Linked DNA regions of Zea mays: regions 1 and 3 are each linked to region 2. The links are chromatin contacts, called in public Hi-C maps. All regions are on one chromosome and are shown on one strand. Each heading gives the region's core, a stretch centred on a gene start, on an enhancer-like site or on the middle of the called end of the contact. The rest is flanking DNA. Distances are from core to core; before and after follow the strand shown. Region 1 has its middle 97 kb from the start of LOC103632635. Region 2 holds the start of LOC100282872 (holocarboxylase synthetase). Region 3 has its middle 59 kb from the start of LOC103632634.

What was found. Hi-C and Micro-C count contacts between places; a contact is called where the count stands out from the background.
Region 1: a Hi-C map of tassel shows a contact between it and region 2, with 5 times the contacts expected there. The contact joins the enhancer-like site here to the promoter of LOC100282872 in region 2. A contact is called at or near these places in 2 of 25 Hi-C or Micro-C datasets (ear and tassel).
Region 3: a Hi-C map of ear shows a contact between it and region 2, with 10 times the contacts expected there. The contact joins the enhancer-like site here to the promoter of LOC100282872 in region 2. A contact is called at or near these places in 2 of 25 Hi-C or Micro-C datasets (ear and tassel).

The regions. Positions count from the first base shown.
Region 1 is chr7:101,585,390-101,588,089 of Zm-B73-REFERENCE-NAM-5.0, forward strand. No RefSeq gene overlaps it. Among protein-coding and RNA genes, the nearest start is that of LOC103632635, 97 kb to the right of the region's middle. Within about 2 kb of position 1,377, at least 17 of the 20 cell types and tissues checked have an H3K27ac peak or open chromatin away from gene starts, as enhancers often do. A contact at or near this core is called in ear and tassel, where this site is marked.
Region 2 is chr7:100,639,990-100,642,740 of Zm-B73-REFERENCE-NAM-5.0, forward strand. LOC100282872 (holocarboxylase synthetase) reads left to right here and starts at 1,323. Exons shown (of 3, transcript NM_001155778.2): 1 at 1,323-1,759. The coding sequence starts at 1,598.
Region 3 is chr7:101,342,235-101,345,142 of Zm-B73-REFERENCE-NAM-5.0, forward strand. No RefSeq gene overlaps it. Among protein-coding and RNA genes, the nearest start is that of LOC103632634, 59 kb to the right of the region's middle. Within about 2 kb of position 1,362, at least 13 of the 20 cell types and tissues checked have an H3K27ac peak or open chromatin away from gene starts, as enhancers often do. A contact at or near this core is called in ear and tassel, where this site is marked.

The sequences.
Region 1 (2,700 bases), core at 127-2,626, 950 kb after region 2:
CAAACATGCCTTTAATACACAAACCTATCTCTAACACATGGTGAAAGCCTAGTTTCAAAATGTAGTTAAAATTGAGCAAAAATGAACAATAATTGGCAATTGAAACATAATTAAACCAACCTTTCATAACAATTAATAAAAACAATCTTAATTACCAAAACTATCATCCTCCCTCTCCATACAACACATTCACCATTCATTAAGCAACTAAATATATGTCATGGATAAACTGATTTGAGAACTAAACATGAAAAAGGAGAGGGAATAGACAAAATCTAACCATCTTAAGCAACCTCATTTGAGGAAATAGAGAAAATAACCTAGCTATACTCTTCTCTCTCACATGTAAAACCCTAGATCCAAAATGTGGCTAAAATTGAGCAAGAATGAACAAAAATTGACAAAGAAACATAAACCAACCTTTCTTATCCACCTTCTTCCAAAAAATGAAGACCAAAACCTCTCCCCTTGTATTTTGTGAAATCTGGATCTCCAAAATCGCCTCCAATGGAAGTTGGCTGCGAGCATACAGCTCCTGTCGGGGGAAGAAGAGGGGTATTTATAACACATAGTTTACTGGTGGTTGGCTTGAAAAACCGCCAGTGGAAAACTATTTCCACTGGCGGTTATCTTAACACAACCGCCAGTGAAAATAGGCGGTTGGTGTAACAGAACCGCCAGTGAAAACTAGATTTTCACTGGCGGTTGTGTTACACCAACCGCCAGTGGAAATATCCTTTTCCACTGGATGTTGTGTTAAGATAACCGCCAGTGGAAATAGGTTTCCACTGGCGGTTCCCAAGCCGGGCCCACCTGGTTTTTTTTACTGGCGCGCTGTAACTGAAACCGTCAGTGATAATTTATGGGTGCCGCAGGCTTTGAGCTCTTTTCTACTAGTGAAAGGCACCAACACTAAGTTTAGAGAGCAACTGAGGTTCTATTAGCCAAAGGTATCATACAAGACGTTCGAGCCTGGGGATCGTGCAAATGAAGATGGATGTTGTGTTTAAGTCGCAGAAAGAGATGTATAGTTGCGTCACCTGAGGACATGGGTGTCAAGAAGCGTGAGCAAACTATATATAGCGTGAAGGTGCTGTCACCTTGGCTCGTGTGCGAGTGCATACGTACATGAGCGTGCTAGCTTCTAGCTATAATTAGCAGGAAATGGAGTTTATTTTGGCATGGACGTGCTAGCGCTAGCAGTGAGCCAAGCAAGCCATGCAAGGCACTGTGGCATGCAAGTGCATGCATACTTCTTGCGTGCGTGAGGAAGGCTGGGAGCAGGTTTGCTGGCTGTGCTCAGGTCGGCTTCAGGAGCGTGGGCGCTTGCCCGCTTGAGTCGGCCCAGGTGAGCAGCGTGATGAGGCACGCAGTATCGGCCGAGCGGCCCACGGCAGGCGCGAAGGAAAGTTAGCCCATGCGCTTGAGGAATTCGAGTCCGGGCCGGTCCCGTCCCGCTAGCTGGCTGGTGGAACTCGAGTCCAAGCGGGATATGACTTATGAGATCGTTGGTCCTATAAGCAGGCACCTACTTCTTATTTCCTAAGACGATTAGATTAGATCTATTAAGAGATTAATGTCTCATCCGGATTGTAGGGGTCCAAAACACGGGTGAAATTCACCATGTGTGCAGGGATAAAGTCTCACACATATGATGACTAATGCTACAGAAACGAATGTCACATCTTTATAATATAATAGAAGTTCTGTACAAAATAAATAAATAATTACATCATACGAAAACATCAATCCAGTAACTATAGTTGACCGGGAGACGACAGTCTAGACCTGTCACGAACTCAACGCAACATCCATCATGCTCCTTATCTTGTAGTATCTGTCCTTGACCTGGTGGAATGTGAGTACAGCAAGTGTGAGCTCACATACATTCATCGCTCAACAAGTGGTGGGGAATAATGTGCATGAACTCACCAAATGTGTGAGCTCATGTGAAGTGTAAGGCTTACCAAAGGAGATGGTTAAAGTTGAGCATTGCTTTTAAAGTTGGTCAAAATTTTATTAGCAGTTACTAAGTATAACTAGATACCAACCCAAATAAATAAGAGATCAAAATTAATGATAATATCCACAATGCAATGCAAATGACAAATTAAGTTTAGTTCCATAAATTACTCATATGAGGGTTCGAGTTGCTTATGACTGTGAGCACGGCTGATATACCAGTTTTACACTCTACAGAGGTTGCACATCTTTACCCACAAGTCGTGTTACCCATTTGCCAAGGGATCGTGACTTCCCATTTATCTCTACCGAGGAGACGAGGCAGGGTACCACTACGAGGCCTTTATAAAGTTCCACTAGCTTCCGAAAACCCGCTACGGTTTCTCAGAAGGGCAATATAGCAATCCCTCGTCCGAAAAGTCATCGCAACATAATCGACCCGAAAACCTCTCTATACGCAGCTCCTCTACCGCCCTTGCCCCTTTCGGGTAAGGTAGTCTTCCACTAGTTTTCCTAATTAGTCAGCTAAGGGTGTCCCATACCACCCTTGTGGTAGCACTGTTTTCTCGGGTGGTCGCTCCATGTTCCAATTAACAAAATGATCATGTCATGAACAATAATTAAAACAATAGTATAACTGGAACATGATCATAATGTAACATTAGTTTGCCAAAATAGGTAGAGCAATAACAAAACTACCCAATAGTGCTTTTGTTTGCAAGGTAGGGGATAAACAAT
Region 2 (2,751 bases), core at 73-2,572:
GCTACTATAACTCAATCATCACATTAGGTATATTGCATTAGCTAATATGATACACCTTCACGATTAATGTTAATAAAGATTTCTAGCAATATATAATGACTCACTAAAATCACTATTTAGCTAAAACCTCTAGCAATGAAATGATGAATAACTCTCATGTACATATATACAAATAAAAATAAAGTCCTAGGAAAATAGACATTGTAATAAGACAAGCATAAATTAAACAACACTTTGATATGTATACAACTTACGGTAATCTTATAATATTGATTGTAATTCGATTGTTAGTGATTTCAATTGGCTATACCCCTAATATATATAGGGGAGGTCTGGTCCCATTCCTAAATAACTTCCAATAACAACCGCAGATTTAGAGGGATAAACTGCTACAGAAAAGAAATTAGTTACGTCTGATCCAATCTATAGACGGACCGTCCACGTCTATGGACAGACCGTGTGGTATTGCTCAACACCCTCTATTTAGAATGACGTGACACCGGCGCTGCCACGCAGGCAGGGTCCGATGGTCCCAGATGTCAGTATCTCACATCCACGTCGTCAATCGATAAAGCACCACGTGCGCCGTACGTTCTCGTCCCGTTCCTCCCACCGCCATGCGGGCCCCAAGCGTCCGCCTCAGCATCCGCGCGCCCACCAGCCACACCACGCATGACGCATCGACACTAGAGATGGCAATGGGTAAATACTCACCGGGTATTACTACCCCATACCCATACCCACGACACAAAAATAACCTCATCGGGTCACCCATATACACTAGCGGGAATAGATTTATCCCCATACCCATACTCATATGGATATGAGTCACTCATCGGGTCACCCGTACCCACAAAAGCTAAACATCTATCAAAATATTATATGATACAAATGTCAAGTATATCTATCTAAATACCATTACAAAATTTTTAGCATCATTTAACCATCCATTCAACACACCAAAGATAATTGGATAAAGTAATAACACTAGGATAGTACTACATAGCACATTACATATTCCATTACATTGTCATTAAATTGTCGTTAAGCCTTCTATGACATTATGGCCTAAAAGGTTATTAAATAGTAAAAAAATTTAGATGACTAAAGTCAAAGTTCATGCTTGGGCTAAGTTTATATTGGGTATTTTATACCCACGGGTTAACGGGTATGTGTGAAGGCGGAACGTTTTAAATACCTGTTTATCAATTGGGTGAAGATTTTTGTTCAATAATAAACTTACGAGTAGAATATTTAGCCCATATACATATCTTAATGAAGTAAATACCCATCGGATATGGATCGTGGGTTCTGATCGACACAACGAGACGAGACGAGACAATATGAGCGATGATATAGGATATTAGGAGAAAAAAACCAACCACGGGGTCGGGGAGGAGAGGAAAGGAGACGGGAAACAAAAACACAGCGCAGGCAGAGAGAGACGTAAAGCCGCCGCTTCGTGCGCGTCGACGTCACCTCGCCGCCGGGGGGCCAGGGCTGTCTCACCGCGGTGTCCCGTAGGGCTCCCTTCCCTCGCCGGACTGGGCGGGCGCCGGACGGATCGGGAGGCGACGACCTGAGGGGACTGGCTGGGATGACCGGGAAGAAGCGCAAGGCGGAGGCGGCGCGCCTGGAGGAGACGGACCAGGCGCTCTACGGGGCCTTCCGGGGCGCCGCAAACTCGCTCTCGCAGCTCTACACTCTCGCCATGGGTGCGCAGAAAGCCTCCTTTAACGCCGGCGAACGCCACGCCATGGTACGTCCACGGCCCTTCTCTCTCCTTTCCTCCTCCCCTCTGGCGCGGATTGGGGTGCCGGTTGGGTTACGTCCCCGGCGGTAGCGAAGAGATTTGCGTCCTGGCACCGGCCGATTCGGGCCCCACCGATTTTGGGCGCTTTGGCAGTCTGCGTGCTGCGAATTCCTGTGTTTTAGGCTCGATTGGTTGGGAATTCCGGTGCTGACTCCTTCCCTAGTTGGAGATTGGATCTCAGTTCGATACTGATTTCGGTTGGTTGCTTTGCGATGCCAAAGGATATGATTGCAGTATCAAGTATATTTGACGACGCAAGTTCTGGCTGAATTTCGTGGATGGATGGATAGGCTGCGCATGATTAGTTTCAATCCACGTACATTGCCAACATTTCCTTAGATTGAATTCGATGCCTAGCTCGTCCCGTTGAGTGTTGACCTCTATTCTCGATATTATTCTATTAAATGACACATCTTCAACATAATTTATTGATAAAACCAAGGTTTTAAAGTCGATGACTAGTTGAGGACTAGTCGAGAAGTCGGTGCAGAGGTGATAGTCGATCTGAACGACTCAACTTTCTCTACCAGTCGCTTGACTCGTCGACTAGTCACGACTAGTCGCAGCAGTTGAGTCAGGCGACTTATTTGGGCCCAGGTATAAAAATGTGAGCCCACCTAGCCATCTCAACCCTAGTAGGTACGATGCTAATGGAAAAGTTTTCTACCTTATTTATCTATGGATATGGAATGATTCATGACTTGATGAGGACCAAGACAAATGATAGAGATCTTGTGAGGCATGCAAATACTCTGTTTGCAATATCCTTCCTTACATTGGCTAATATGTGGAAACAAAGACAAGGGATGAAAGCTCTCATTGTTAGTAATGAATGGTGTGAGAACAATTTGAAGAACACTGAAGTAGGAAATGCACGTGTTGTTTGTCACTCTGTTGCATTTTAGCAAGCGGTAGAAGATTGCATGAGAGTTTCATAA
Region 3 (2,908 bases), core at 112-2,611, 700 kb after region 2:
CCAAACTCATTTACAAGTGTCTGGAACAGCTCTTTTATCTCCACTCTGCAAATAATGTTACCTAGATACAAAACAGTGCTTTCAATAATGACCATATACGCGATGTGCAGGACACGTAGCCTAATTAAAGCCGGCGTTAATAAGTGTTGGCGTGATAGCATGCCATTTCTATTTTAGAATGACTAATAAAAGTTAGTAATTCGTCTGTACGTTTGGAGAGAAAAGAGAGCTGAGTGCCCGGCCGAGGGCCACGTTTGTGGGACGTACGAGCTGGCGGCCGATGAATGACGTACTGTCTCAAGTGGTTGGCATGAGAATCTAGCTAGTTATGAGCTGAGAATTAAAGGAGCTGGTGGCTTTACTGATGAACGATTGGTGCCCTTTGGCAGATCAAAGTCACGACGATGGATGAGATGACCACACCTTGGATGCTTGTTCTCTAGCTAGTGAATCTGTAAGGCCTAATGAATGTCGTCCTGAAGCGACATTTTGACAAGATGGCGCTATACCACGCGCGATAGTACAATCCGCAGGTTACTGACTGCAGCATCGATCGATCTTTGCTGTTGCGTCTTTGTATATATATATTTTTTCTTTTTTGTCGACCAGTCGACCACACACACCGGCTCATGCTCCAGTAAAAGGGCCGGGGCTGAAGGTACGCGTACAGTACCCTGCTAGCTGCTGTTGTTTGTTTCTCGGAGGCGCGCGGTTGGCCGATAGCTGGCGTGCATGTGTGAGAGAGAAGTATATGTTTCTCATCATCATCAGCATGGAGCATCTTAGCGCGCATTAATTGATGGATGCCAACCGCAGGACAAGCGACGGAGCTAGCTAGGCGTACGCGCGATCCATTTATGATGGTTTAGAGACGGCTCACGATCCGCGTCGCTGTCGATTACCATACAGAGGGGGGAGCAAGCAACGAAATGGTGAACAGTGCTTGCTCGCTCGCCCCAGCAAATCATGCATGGCGCTGGATCCGGTGGCCGGCCAGCCGATGGATTATTGGACACGGAGCCTTCTAGATTCGGATTGCCCGTGTTGGCGGCGCGTGGAACGTGGTGGCGACGGCATGGCACCTGGTGCAACGCATTCATTCGTAGCGCACGGAGCCGGCGCAAGTTAGTTGGTGGTGCGGATTTTGGATCGATCGTCCAGGGAGCACGGCCGGTCTGCCGGGCCCGGGCGTCGTCGTCGGGTCGGTAGATCTCTCGTCGCCGGTAACTAGCTCTCTGGCAAGGGCAGGCTGCTGCCACAAATGCAGCAATAATCCTTGCCAGGTTGACGCATGGTCGGCCATGGCTAGCTACGGCCTAGGGCCTAGCTAGGGCGGTCGTCGTCGGGCAGAGCGTGTGCGCGCATTCAAGTATGGCAGAGGATAGCTCACCCGCCTGCATGCGCGCGGCCTGACATGGCGTGTTCTATCCCCTCTAGCAGGAGCGGACATATGCATATGCAGAAACAAGGTTATTCAATTTAATACTTATTATTTTATAGCAACAAAATTTTGTATATGTATATATCTACAACGGTTGTCATTCTTTTTTTACAAATAACCCTTCACATCTATTTTAAATTAACCCGATGCACATAGATAGCCAAACGGCGGCCCTGTATGAGCCAGACACCAGTGGGCCACAACTTTGTCTCAGGCATGTCATGCCGACCTGCTGACTGTGTCAGCGCAGTCCGTTAGCCCGTTGACTGATTGAATCAGCGTAAAATATTAAAAACGGTGCAGGACGTGGGGTTCAAACCCATGCCCTGATGGAAGAAGAGCAAGAGACACTAGGTAAAGCTGTCTAACCAGTAGAACATCATGCTCAGATGTTTTTAATATTGAATATAAATTGTATATATGTATATACATTTTTAATGTAAAATAAAAAATATATAATCGTGTCGGGCCGGACCAGCACTACGGGCCGAGGCTACAACCTAAGCACATCACGATGTTATTGGCTCTTGCAAGCATTAGGTCGTTTCTGAGACCACATTGGCGCAATGGACTCGGTGGTGTTTGAGGTTGCTGAATTAGATGGAGCAACAATGATTTGTCACGCTAACAGTAAAATGAAAGGTTGTTTGTTGGTTTTAAACGTTAGTAATTGCGACGAAGTAGCATAATTTATATGGAGCGCATCAAGTTTTTATTGATCCCTGATTTTAGCAATCACTTCATATTTTGATCTATCTTTTTTATAAGTTTGAGTTCATGTGACTTATTTTAGAAACTTGAGCTCACAAACTTTCTCTTATTTGGTCTCTGTATGGTGGAATTATGTCATTTTATAATCTTTGTTCGTTCAGTCAGTCGTTGTGAACCCTCTTCTAAGTTGTGAACTCTCTTCTTATCGCAACATTGGATGGAGTAAACAATAACATCAGTTAACCAAATCAAAAAAATATTATATGGAGACCGGAGACAATCAATAATACATCTTAAATTTTTTTTGTGGGTAGTTTACACAGGTATTGTTATAAGCCGTCGCAACGCACGGGCAACCCACTAGTATTATATTTATGTACTAAAATATTGTAAAAATATAAAATAACGCTATTTTAGAGCTATTTTGTCCTAAATTTCGTTTTTCGCTGGTTTTTTTTATTTCGTACCGTGCGACTAGGGATAACAATCACATGGTTAGAACACGATTACATGGTTTATAAATCCATAACTACAAGACAACATTAAATCCATACTTGTATCCATGTATGTTCGTCGGTATAGATCTATACTAATGTCATATACACATCGGATAACGAGTATGGATACCGTATATCTATACCCACGAAAAATTTATCATTAGATACCTTATTATATATTCATATACATACATGTGAATAATAAATTATACTATATATGTGTCTGATGAATAATTATTTGTTTTCTATGGATAACAAG